2 separate regions of the Rattus norvegicus genome follow, and region 1 is linked to region 2. A link is a contact called in public Hi-C data. All regions are on one chromosome and are shown on one strand. Each heading gives the region's core, a stretch centred on a gene start, on an enhancer-like site or on the middle of the called end of the contact. The rest is flanking DNA. Distances are from core to core; before and after follow the strand shown.

Region 1 (6,341 bases), core at 492-2,991, 450 kb before region 2:
TTGAGGAGCCATCTGCGTGTCTTTTCCTGAACCACGGACAGAACTCCACATGTCTTGAAATGGTTGTTTACATTTCAGAACTCATGGAGGAGAGGGGAATCCTATGGAATGAGAGCAGATGCCCCACCCCCACTTCCTCTTTCTCTTGAAGAAAAAGCTTTTGGAATGACAAGTCACTTCCCCCTGCTTACAGGCACCCTGCCCCTTTGCTGAAGGCACATCTGCCTGTGTCCCTAACTTGCCTCTTTTCCTCTGGTTGGGACTGATTGGAGGAGTCTAAGACAGGCAGTGGGAAGTGAAAAGGGAGGCCTTGTATATCTCGGACAGACACAGAGCGGGTTCAGAAGCTGTTTCCAGTGGAGCCATTGCTTCTTGAAGCAGAGTTACTTGGGCAGGTTCTTTTAGATGTGTATGCGTGCGCGCATGCATGCATATTTAAGAAAAAGAGACCGAAGGAACAGTGTTCATAAATTGGAAAATACTAGGGCCTAAGTTTCTTGAGACACAAAGAACTCAGATCCCTAGTGGGTGCAACTATGAAGGTAAATGCCTATTGACATTTGGCTCTAAACCTACATGGCATGTTTTATTTGTTACACCCCATGGTTCAGGACTTCAGAAGACAGCTGCTAATGAGCTGAATTTCTTAGTCAGTGGGAAAAAATGGAAACTGTCTAGAAACACAGGATGCTTTAGGGGCAGCATAGAAGTAGGGAGAATGAGCCAGCCCCACTGGAGGGTTCCATCTCTGAAGTTGGTCTTTAGAATGGAAGAATAAGGAACAGTTTAGACCTTCTTCAATAGCCAGTCTCCACAAGAAGTGCTGGACATGCCTGAGAGAAGAACCAGGAGCTTATGCCTCCGAGGTGACAGGGGAGGTGACAGGGAGAAGAAGTTTGAAGCGGACACAGGCTCTACTGTTCTTCCCGGAGTCCCACCTGCCATCCATCGCATTTCTATGGAGGTGTCAGCAGCTTTCCCATGCAGGTCGGAACTTGTGAGGAGGCCTCCGCACTTACTCAGAGACACAGACAAAACAGCACCACTGTGAGGAGGTAGCTGACAGTATCTTGGCCATGCATGCTCTCAGACAGTTCACATCTGTGATTTTCATGTAAACCAGGGAGCTGGACTTTGTTCTCAGCCTACGGGTTTTTCAGACGTCTCCCGCAGGCCTATGGGATGAACAGAATCCTCAAAAGGCACTGAATTGGAGGTTGTTCAAATCTCTCATTAACCACTAATGTTCATTCATCCCAAACTCAGAGCATTCTGAGCCAGCAGATGCAGGCATTTCTGTTTTAAGTCACTTCAAACATAATTGAAAGGATTTCACTGAGAGCAGACTCTCAGAGGTAAAAATAAATATGTCACAAAAACTCTTTGGTATATGAGGTATCCTATGATTCCTGGTGGAAAGATTTGAACAAGTAGACTTTCGAGTTAATAAAACATGTTCCATTTCTTTGATTCATATTTAAAGACATAAATTTATATGCACAGGGATAAAGAGTCCATTTGCCAAGTGTGAATCATAACAGGCCACCAAGTTCATTTTTATTTTCTAGAACAAAAGTGTCACTTATTATTGGGTAGAGAAAGAGTTATTTCTGCAGAGAAAGAAGAAAACGTGGATTTTGACATGGACCATCTTATCCATTATTCAATGCCTGTGCCTGAACATGTTCAGTGTGGTGTAGCCTATAAGTCAGCAAGGAAGTGCCCTCGAACTGTAGAGAATCAGAGCTTTGTTCCCTGGGCAGAGCTCAAACACCAGGGGGTCATGAGCTAGGCACTGCAGGTCAGCCCCACAGCCTGTGTCTTTTGAGCCATTTTGTTCATGGATAATTTAAATATAGGACCACCAAACAATAAAAACTTACCATGAATCTGGCAGAAAACTCAAGGCCACACTAGCTACATATAGTTTACTATTCTGATGTAAGTAGAACTATCTGCATATAATGTGATTTAATTTATTGTTGTTCTGTGTAGAAAGCAAGGATTAATGATTGTGGATATAACCCTGTTTTGTATAATATATTTGATTTCTGGTGCAAAATTGGTCATTTAAGCAATCTACTTCATTTGGTGTTTGGATATAAATGTGTATGTGTTCTTGTAAAGGTTCATATTCAGCAAGAATATCACATAGCTAAGTATAACAATATGTTCTCATTAAAAGTATAAGTTACAGAAACAGTTTCCTGTCTATAATTCTATAATATATACTGCATATTTTCAAGTTTTCTGAGGATTTTTTATTCCCTTGGATAAGCCAAAGCGAAAGATCAATTGTTGGGGATGATGTATTAAAACGTTTGAATGAAATGTTGAGTCCATGAAGGACTCAAGAATTTTTGCCCCACAAAGGAAATGTACAGAGATAGTAATGTGTCATTGGGATGAGTGCCAAACCCTGAAGAATGGAGAATACTCCCCCTACTTTGTACCTGGGCATCTTTTTCCCTCATTAATCTATTTATTCACTTTACATCCCCATCACCGCCTCCCCACCAGTCTCCGCTTCACACAATCCCTCCCCTCACCCCTCCCTCCCCTTCTCCTCTGAGAGGGTAGAGGAGCCCCTGGGTATCCCCCACCCTGGCACATCAAATCCCTGCAGGGCTAGGCACATCGTCTCCTACTGGGGTCAGACAAGGCAGCTAGGTTAGGGGAATGAACCTGGGTACCTTGAGACATTGCATGCTCCCGATGATGTCATTGATTCATGTCATTGTGTTCCTCACCCACAGTCCAGAGAACTTCCGTCCTGTTTCCCAAAGAGCTCTCAGCAAGAATACCACATGGAGTGATCAGCCTTCCGCATCTCTAGCTTCATCTGGGCTAAAAGAGGCCATCTCACTGTCTCAAAAGTCACCCATTCTTATGTCCGAGAAACATATAGTGATTGGCGTGCCTGGAGCACTGTCCCCTTGGTCCTGATGCCACAGTCAGGGGGTCCTTGAATGAGGCCACAGGTGTCACATGCACTGGGATCCTGTTTGAGGTGATGCTGTAGCAGGATGTTGATTGGAGTGGGGCAGCATGGGAAGGTGTGGTAGGGGTAAGGGCAAGCCTGGAGATGACCTCTAGGAAAAGGTATTCATTCTTGCTACTTTCCCATCCATCTCTAGGGCCATGGATTCTTTGATTCTTTCCCTATAGCCCTACAGCTCAGTACCCTCAAAACATGATATTCAGCCAGCAACTTTTGACAGGCCAAGGATGCCTTATTGGGATAATGGACCTATGTTTTACCAAGGATTCCCAAAGAGACCTAAATACCACTGATTTAGGGATGTGATCCAGCCGTAAAGCATAAATATCTATGTTGATTTAAGTAGCAACTATTAATGTCAAAGGTACCAATGGCCTCATACCTTTAAAAAGGAGCTTCTTCTGAAACCATCTACTCAGGTCAAAATAGAGCCAAGGAAAAGAATTCCTTTTGCAGGCTTGGTGTAACCCTCACAATCACCAGAGGCAGAAGTTCCCAAGGCACAGAGAGGAGGAAGACCAGAAGTGGGTGTGAGCGAAGGCCTGTGTACTACACACTTTGTGGCAGTAAATGCTGTTTGCTTCTGGGTCACTTGCATCCTTTCTGTTTCATAGCTCGGCTCTGACCCTTGAGCTAGGCAATCTTGTGTGAAAAATGAAAACAATACGAGTTACAACCTCACCAGATTGCCATGGTTTCAGACTTAGACCTCCCACCTGACATACCATAAAACATTCAACCAATTTGTTATTATTTGTTTGTTTCTTTCTGCAAAATAAGACAAACCTACAGTAATTTGGAGGAGGGTTCTGGTAAGAGACACAGTCTGCTTTCTTCTCAGTCTGTTTTGATGGCTAGTGGCCTCAGTCTTGACAGTGTGACTTGAAGTGAACCTCTGAGGAAGGTATGTAAAAGGACTAAAAGGGAGTCTGTCATAGCTGGATGAATTCAGAGGGCTGAACACTTTCATCCAAATATGGGTTCTCTCATCAGGATGGAGGGGCCAATGTTGAACCTGTGGTCACACTATGCCTGCCTTCTGCCTCCTCTATTGCTGAGACAGTCCTTAGAACTGATCCTCAGAATTCACTCCTGGGAAGCTGTGGTCTGCTGGAGAAGACCCTGTCTCTCAGTTGTCATAAGGAATAGCTTTCCTACTATTAGCTGCCCTCAGCCCCAGAAATTCTGTGGATATAATGCTTTTGTGTAGTTGTGACTGAATTATCTGACAGAAACAGGAGAAAGATTTATTTTGGCTCTTGGATTCAGAGAGCTCAGTCCACTGTTGCTTAGACCCATGTTTGAGGCAGAGCACCATGGCAGAGGGCACATGTAGAGGAATAGATAGGCAATTTACAGGAACCAAGGGAAAGGGATTCAGGAAGGAATGAGGGTGAGTCATAGTTCCCCAAAAGTATACCCAGTCATTTACTTTATCCCACTAGAGCCCATCTACTTTTAGCCAACTCCCAGTAGCATCACCATATTCTGATACCACCAAGGGACCAGTCTATCTCCAAAAGCCCACCATCTAGCAATCAAACTCCCAAATCTGATCCTGCTGGTGACACTCTCCATTCAAATAATAGCAACGGGAATGCTGTCGAGCTCTCCCACTGTGCCTCACTGATGATGAGGCCCCTAATTGGTTGTCCTATGCATAGTGGTTAGCCTGGAAACTGTATGCACACAAATAGTGAAAGTGGACCCAACTGTCCATATGTATACATACATACATACATACATACATACACATACATACATATATACATACACACATACATACACACATACATATACAATATACACACATACATACACACATACATGCACATATACACACATATACATACACATATATATACATGTACATACATAATACATACACATATATACATATATACACACATACACATGTATACACATATATACACACACATACACATGTATATATATACATACATATACACACACATATACATATATATGTGAGTAATGAAATAGTGATCAGCTTAGATTGGGGAGCATGGAAGGGTTTGATGGAGAGTTGCCTGGAGGGGCTAGAGGGAGGAAAGGGAGGGAGAAATAATATAATTCTATTTCAATTAAAACATTAATACATTTAATGAAGAAAAGAGGGAGAGTGTTACCAACTGGTACATTTGTCAGTATAGATCAAAGAGTTTTATTATTTCTTTTTTTACATACTACATTCCAAGGGACCAAGAGGGGTGAAGCAGCATACAAGCTGTAAGAGAGCACTCTGTAGGGGAGGCCATGTGATTCCTGGTCTCCAGAAAGCCTTCCTTTTCCCAGACCCAGCAGCCTCAAGGCCAGGATAGTGCAGACACTTACTCTTCCAGAAGAGGCCCAGCACAGGGCTGCCTTCCAGGCCATAGCAAGTCTTCTGCCATGAAGCAGAGTGGTCAGCGCCAGTCTCTCTCTCTCTGGTGGAGCAGAGGTTGGTTTGGGGGAGGCTTGAGAAAAAGCAGTTGTTCAGGACAGACATCCCTCAAAGCAGAAATATCCAGGGTGGTTTTAAAGGCACTTCGTGCTTCCAGGCAAACGTCTAGCAAGAGAGAGCGCATTGAAACAGAGCTTGCCCCCTCATGTCTTAACTGTGCACAGCTTAGACGATTCTCCGAATCTTACTCAGGAGAGTGAAAAGCATTCGGAGTGCAAGCCCTTCTCTGTTGGAGGATGCTAAGTGTCCACTGAGGTCTGCCCTCGGGCCAGGGTTGGGCTCAACACCTGTGTTCCCTCCTTCAATTTCCTCAGCTCTGTAACAAGGTTGGGGGGCACTTTGGTTTTCCTCCTTACCACAGAGACGTGTAAACTGAGGCTTTGAGTAACCTGCTTTGGTTCAAAGTGATCAAGAAGCCAGAGCTACAGTCTCAAGTCAGGAACCCCGCTCTCGATGGCAGCATCACCCATCCAGTTTAGTAAAACGCAGTTCTCTGGGAGTGACCTCTCTTTTCATTACCTTCCATATCCAGTCAGATCCCAGCCCTTCATTTCACCATCACCACATGAGCTCTTCATCTCCTGATCCCAAATCAGCAGGAAGGAGACTATTTCTTCATTCTGTTTCTGACCCTTCTCATTCCTCACACAACTGCTGTACTGGCGTTCCTGAGCGACTTGGTGCATCTGATGCCCTGAGCCTCTTGGCTCACTCTCCACAGGTCAGACTCCACAGTCTGTCACCCTGACTCTTTGAGTCTGTGGCACTGAGTCACACTATTTGTCTGGTTCAGGCACATAGTGCTGAACTCGATTACATCAACTGATTTCTTTCTTGCCCAGGAATAAAAATCCCTTTTACTTTCTTGTCAGACTT
Region 2 (6,203 bases), core at 936-3,435:
CCATCTCACTTCCTTCGATCTGAGGTTGGTTTTCTTAGAAGTTGGTGAGAATAGAGAACCATCCTGGAGGGGTTGTGTCCCTGACTCAAAATTCACCAACAGCCTGGGTGGGCACTCAGCTTACCTCAGAAGGAATCTTTTCGGTCCAAGGGGAAGAGTGCAAACAAACTGGCCTCTGACAGTTAAACGTTTTCCAGAAAGGCATTCAAAAGAAGAGAAAGTAGGTTCACTTCCACTACACCCTGGTTTGCTTACTGATAAACACTGTGAATTTGACGTCAAGGTGTAGGTGTTTTCTGTTGACTACTAGCAGAACACGTTTTATACTAAAATAAAAGGTGGAAAGGAAAAGACTCCTGGCTGTTTTCTTTCTGAGGATGAAGCAAACAATATTGGAGTAAACATTTGCCCCTTCCTCTGGAGCCCTCGCTATCCTTTCTTCCCTTTGGCCGCGTATGGGTTATCTGTTAGGGTTGCAAACAGCAACCAGATTTGAAGAATTAGAGCTCCCCCCCTTTTTTGATTCTTTAACATTTTATTTCATTTAAAAATAAGGTAATTTTCTTTCCTGAGTGACTGGAGTTGAGGGGAAATAGAAGACCTGAAACACAGTTTTACAACCGAAATAGAAAAAGTGTTATGGAGTTTACTATGGGAACACACACACCACCTGAACCCAGTAACACGACCCGTGACCTTCTGGTGTAATCAAAGTAAGTGGGATGTAAGTGTTGTGTTCCCCAGCAATGAACAAGTAAACACGAAATTCTCACATTGAAAAAATGCACATGTTCCGGTTATTTATTGTCTCTAACTCCATTAACAATTTTACAAAACACAGGCTTGGCTTGAGGGGGATATAGAAATTCAATCGGCGTACAGATGTGGACACAGGTGATAGAGAATTTCTCTAGCTCTGGCTCTCTAAAACCAACTGGGAACTTCCTGCTACACGCAAATTACATTGTCCAAAGACTAAGTTCATCGAGAGGATCAAGGAAAGAAGGAGAAAGTCCTGACGCCAGATGACATAAGGGAAAAAAAAGAAAGAAAGAAACAGTTGAGCATCTCTGTTTCCCCCTCGGGAACAGACTGATAATAAAAGTGGAGCGCAGTGAAGTCTCTATTCAAGTTCTGGCCTCCTTCATCTTGCAAACTGAGTAGGAAAAGCAAGACAGAGGGAGAAGAAACACAAAAGCTGATCCCTTAGACTCGTAAACCCCCTTGCAGCTGGAGATCTGTGCTCTTAAATGCACTCGTGAACAGTCATGGCCGGAACTCCACATTGCTTCCAAGACTCCTCCTTTTCTCACCCATGGAAGAATGTCTTATTTCTGTTGTGGGTATCACTGGAGAAGACTACTCAGACACAGGTTTAAGCCAATAGAAAGTCTTTATTAGCTGGCTGGCGACGACACTAGGTCTTCCGGATCCCAGTGTACCCCCGGAGCTGTCTCAGAGTGAGGTTTTAAGCACAAAAATCAAGCCCTGGGCTGATGTACTTCAGTTAACAAGAACAAGTAGCCAGAAGTGAAGATACAGAAGCCAAAGAGCTTAGTGCATTTAGAAATGTTCCCAGAAGTCCAGTCTTTGATGGATTAGGGCTTTGATTTCTTTTGGCTGACTATGCTGTCTGAGTGCTGTTTTACAGCCCGAATGGCACGTCTACCATGGAGTCCGTGGTGCTAAAGACGTGAGGGCCTTCTAAATTCTGGGGGCCTGTTATAATTTCACAATCCACGGAGAAGTTGACCACAAGGAAACTTCTTGTGGTTCACGTCTGCCATCTGAGAACGCAGGAAGTCCGTTGTTCCCACTCTGTCCCCTCTCCCTTAAGAGCACGATTGTCCATGGTGGCCTGAGAGGGGAAGCAAGGCGGGAATGGCTGGGCCGTGGAGAGCACAGGCAGTGAGTGAGTGAGCAGGAAGCAGAACAACTGCTCAGGAGACAGACTTCATCGAACAGCCCATTTAATTGGCGGGAACAGAGGCTATTTCAGTCTTTGGGGTGGGTGGTGGTGAGTAGGGACTATGGGGGCCAGGGTGCTGGGCATACCTCATTTACATAAGGAGGGATCCCAGGTGCTGCCAGACATGGCCTTGTAGCAGGCTACATGAACTCCTCTGGTGGAGTAAAAGTAAGAACAAACACGGGTCTGGCAGTGAGGGCGGGGATGGGGTGGGGTGGAGGGCATGTGTGCCCTACTGACCTCTAGCCCACTCCTGCTCTGAACCGGCTCCTCCCAGCTCCATGGTGCCCTGGCCCCACGAAAGTGAAGGCAAGAGGATCTTTATGAGTTCAAGGTCAGCCTAGACAGTAAGTTCCAGGTCAGTCCAGACTACAGAGCAACACCATCTCTCAGCCCCAAAAGGAGGAAAAAAGGAAGGAAGGAAGGAAGAAAGGAAGGAAGGGAGGAAGGAAAAGAGCCCTCATGTACTCCCCCGATGTTCTTACATTATTTTATCTCTTCAGTTTTAAGCACTTTAGTTTTCTCAACTCATCTTCACCAGGGAAGGGTTTCCCGGGAGGACGTGTGCACTCCCTTTTCTGTCCGTCATCCCCTAAGAGCTTCAGTGCCATACAGCACTTTGCATTTTGTGTAACTCATTCATCATAGAGCCCCGTATACTTTTCTATTATTCCCCGCTTACTAAGATAATAAAGCCAGTGTTAGCACTCATTGTTTCTATTGCATGATCCATTCTCAATCCCACTGTGGGAAAAGAATTATTGTCAATTCACACATGCATGCACTGTTTATATGACTCTCCTATAAGCAAAACTTCCTGCTTTGGATACCAAAGCGTCAATTTAACCATTTCATATAAAATTGTTCTAAATAAAAACTCACATATCACAAAGGACAGACAGTGCAGATGCACACATTCTTAAACATGTCTGCAATATCAAGGTTCTAATGATAGCATCTGTATCTTTATATGATGATAATGAGGTTTTATTGTTTTGAGGTTACTTTTGTTTGTGGGTCCTGTTACTTTCTCAGATTCCATCATATCACTAAATTACTGTGAAACAAAATTAGATACCTGTATTTATTTTAAAAAGATGAATAGCATGAAAGCTAATGTTAAATCGTTTGATGAAGAAATACTACAAAAAAAGTATTTCCTTTCTCAAAGAAAGTCCTTTCCAAGTTTCCACCCATGGCCTCATTACAAAAAAACAAGAAGCTCCCAAAATCTAGACCTCAGATTAACCAGGTGTTTGTGAGATTCAATTCAATATCCAATTTCAATATCCTGCCAATTCCTAGCATCTCCAAGAGAATTTGCCCCTAACAAGTTTCAAGGAAGAAGAGTAATTCGTGAATAGCATGACTTTTGTATCCAGCGTTGTTACTGTGTTACTTTGATCTTGTTCATTCTTTCATTTGTTTTTAACCTCTGAGCCATCTCTCCAGCCCCTTCCATTTGTTTCATTTGTTTCATTTGTTTTATTCATTTGAATGATGCTTTGGCTTGCTTGAGACCGGATTTTGCCAAGTAACTCAAACTGGTTTCAAACTGTCAATTCTCCTACCTTAGCCTTTAGGATGCCCAGATTCTAAGTGCCTGCCACCATGCAAGGCTGGAGAGTGCCTTAAGTCACAGATATTTTGAGCAATCCTTTTCCAAATTACTGGGGGAAAGGAGTAAAATGATCAAACTTGATAACTTACACACAGACTCAATCATTTCTCTCCAAGCATCATTCCTTTAAAGAGAGGCACATCCAGTGAAATACAAGTCAAAGTCTTGTACCAGGTACAAAGTGTTGGTACTAAGTAGCTCTGAGAACTTTTGATTTGCCTAATATAAATAGCACATTTTCTACAATTAATTCATAAAAACTGAAAAAAAAAAAACCTAAGTTTTTATTCAACTAGTCAGGTATTTTGACATTTAAAATACTGGCTGAACAGCAAAATAACCTGTGACAGGGGCGCCATCTAGTGGTCTCTTCATGAACTAATGGCCTAACTAAAGATCATCAGGATAATCCACTCCACAGTTACCAGTAAATCCACTCCAAGTTACAGTAAATGTAGGCTAACACTTAGGACTGTAACTAACACGTATCTGGGGGATCTAGTCTAAACTTCTGTAGTAGTTTTCTTCCTATCCTGTGACTAAAAAAACGCTTACAGAAGACAGGGTTTTATTCGTCTTACAATCAGAGCCCGTGCCTGAGGGAACTCAGGCAGAAACTCTGGCAGAAGTGGGAGCCACGGCAGGATACGCTCCACGACTTGCTTAGCCTGCTTTTCTATACAGCTTGGGACTACCCACCTGGGGTGGTGAGCTGAGTCCTCCCACATCAATCATTAACCAAGAAAGTGTCCCCCAACTTACAGGTGAATGCGATTGAGGCATATTCTCAGTAAGTTCCCAGATGATTCTAGTTTCATCCCTTTGAGTCGATGTAAAGCAAACTCCGAGCACACTGTCTCATTTTGTGCCTGGGAAAACTGAGAACTCAGGCGGCATAGATGTCCACCTTGAAGTTACTTGGCTTAATGACTCCAAATCAGGGGCACTTCATGTTTATAATTTTTTTGTTCCTCACAAAAAGACACACACACACACACACACACACACACACACACACACACGAACACACACAGACACAGACACATAGACACACAAACACAAGACACACACACAAACACACATACACACACACAAACACACACAGAAACACAAGACACACACAAACACACACACAAGACACACACACAAACACACATACAAGACACACACACAAACACACACACAAGACACACACACATTTGTGCACACACGTATGCACACGCACAAACTATATATTATATATAATGTGTGTATATATATATATATATATATATATATATATATATATATATATATATATAGTCTTTTAAAAGCACACATATAATACCTGAGTAATCTTTGACTTCTTCGGGTTGCCTATAAAATATAGCTTCTGGTTCAGTAATTGTATATGCATTGCTGCCTTTTGTGTTACAGGATTTTATTTCTTCAAGTGTACTGGAAACTCCCTCAAGTACAAATGACAGAGAAGCCTTGGGCAATGTATTAGTAAATGTTTGTTCCTTTAAGGTCATGACTGCACCAAACTATCAAGAATAAGGGTAAGGAATTCCTTGGTCAAGTGAAATTTGCAATAAGAGACAGAACCAAGTGACTTTCGGGGTTATCTGATGCAGGGTTGCTTCCCTTGGGCAACGGTTCACAGTTTCCCTCCAGATCTGATCTGCTAAAATGAAAGCAACCATGAAGGTGTGTAACCGCTAGGTAGACGGTCTTCCTAAGCACCATTAGCAACCAAATTTGACAAAGGAGACCCCAAGACACTATGTGCCCTTCTGAGTCTGGACTTTAAAATGCTTGAGATGTGAGTTCTGCTACACCTTTCTTTTTCTTGATGCATGGAGGGGGGATATCTGGCAGCTATTGTCTTTGTTTTGTAAATAAAGTTTTATTGGAACATAGCTACTTTTATTTTATTTCCGTGTTTGTAGCTGCTTGCACACTACATCAGTTGAATATTTATAATAGTCTGTGTTGTCCTAGAACTCTGAATATGTATTTTATCCCTTTCAGAAAAAAAAAAGTTTGTCAGTTCCTTCAGTAGTAATGGCATAAAGGTGGCACAGGAATAAAAAGGAAATTGTGTCACTAAAATAATCATTTTAGTTAATGACAAGAAAAAAAGCCTAAATATCTACCTTAATATATTATATTTAGGAACCCCTTTCCTATGGCAAGTAAGGCTTTGCTACTCACATTTTATGAGCTGGATTTCTGTGTGTCTTATAACTCTTTACCTAGGCACTAATTTAGCCAGGAGATAGCAGAAATGTAGAACCTCGGGTGCTGTTGGGCTCAGAGTAAGTTTCACCCGGAGAGGGCTCTAGTTGACCTTCTAATCTGTCTCCCATTAATGAATTTCCCCAGCTATGTGCACCCTGGAATAATATCAATCCTCCACTGAAGTTCACATCAACTTTGCTAAAATTAGTTATCAAGGACATAATTAAAGGTAGCCCAAAGTCAGTAGAGGGAATGGAATGGGAGTGGAGTAGAGTGGGATGTGAAGGCTAATTCATGTGCCTCTTTGACTGTTGAAGAGACCGGCTTACTGTTCGGTGTTCCTCTCTGGACCCTGTATTAGGCACAGACCACACCCAGACACCAATTCCA

What was found. A called contact is a pair of places that touch in the nucleus more often than the background predicts.
Region 1: a Hi-C map of Schwann cells shows a contact between it and region 2, with 7 times the contacts expected there. The contact joins two enhancer-like sites.

The regions. Positions count from the first base shown.
Region 1 is chr2:62,588,416-62,594,756 of GRCr8, reverse strand. It overlaps a transcript of Npr3 not described here. Among named protein-coding and RNA genes, the nearest start is that of Npr3, 67 kb to the left of the region's middle. Within about 2 kb of position 1,741, at least 2 of the 93 cell types and tissues checked have an H3K27ac peak or open chromatin away from gene starts, as enhancers often do. A contact at or near this core is called in Schwann cells, where this site is marked.
Region 2 is chr2:62,135,858-62,142,060 of GRCr8, reverse strand. No RefSeq gene overlaps it. Among named protein-coding and RNA genes, the nearest start is that of Tars1, 24 kb to the right of the region's middle. Within about 2 kb of position 2,185, at least 3 of the 93 cell types and tissues checked have an H3K27ac peak or open chromatin away from gene starts, as enhancers often do. A contact at or near this core is called in Schwann cells, where this site is marked.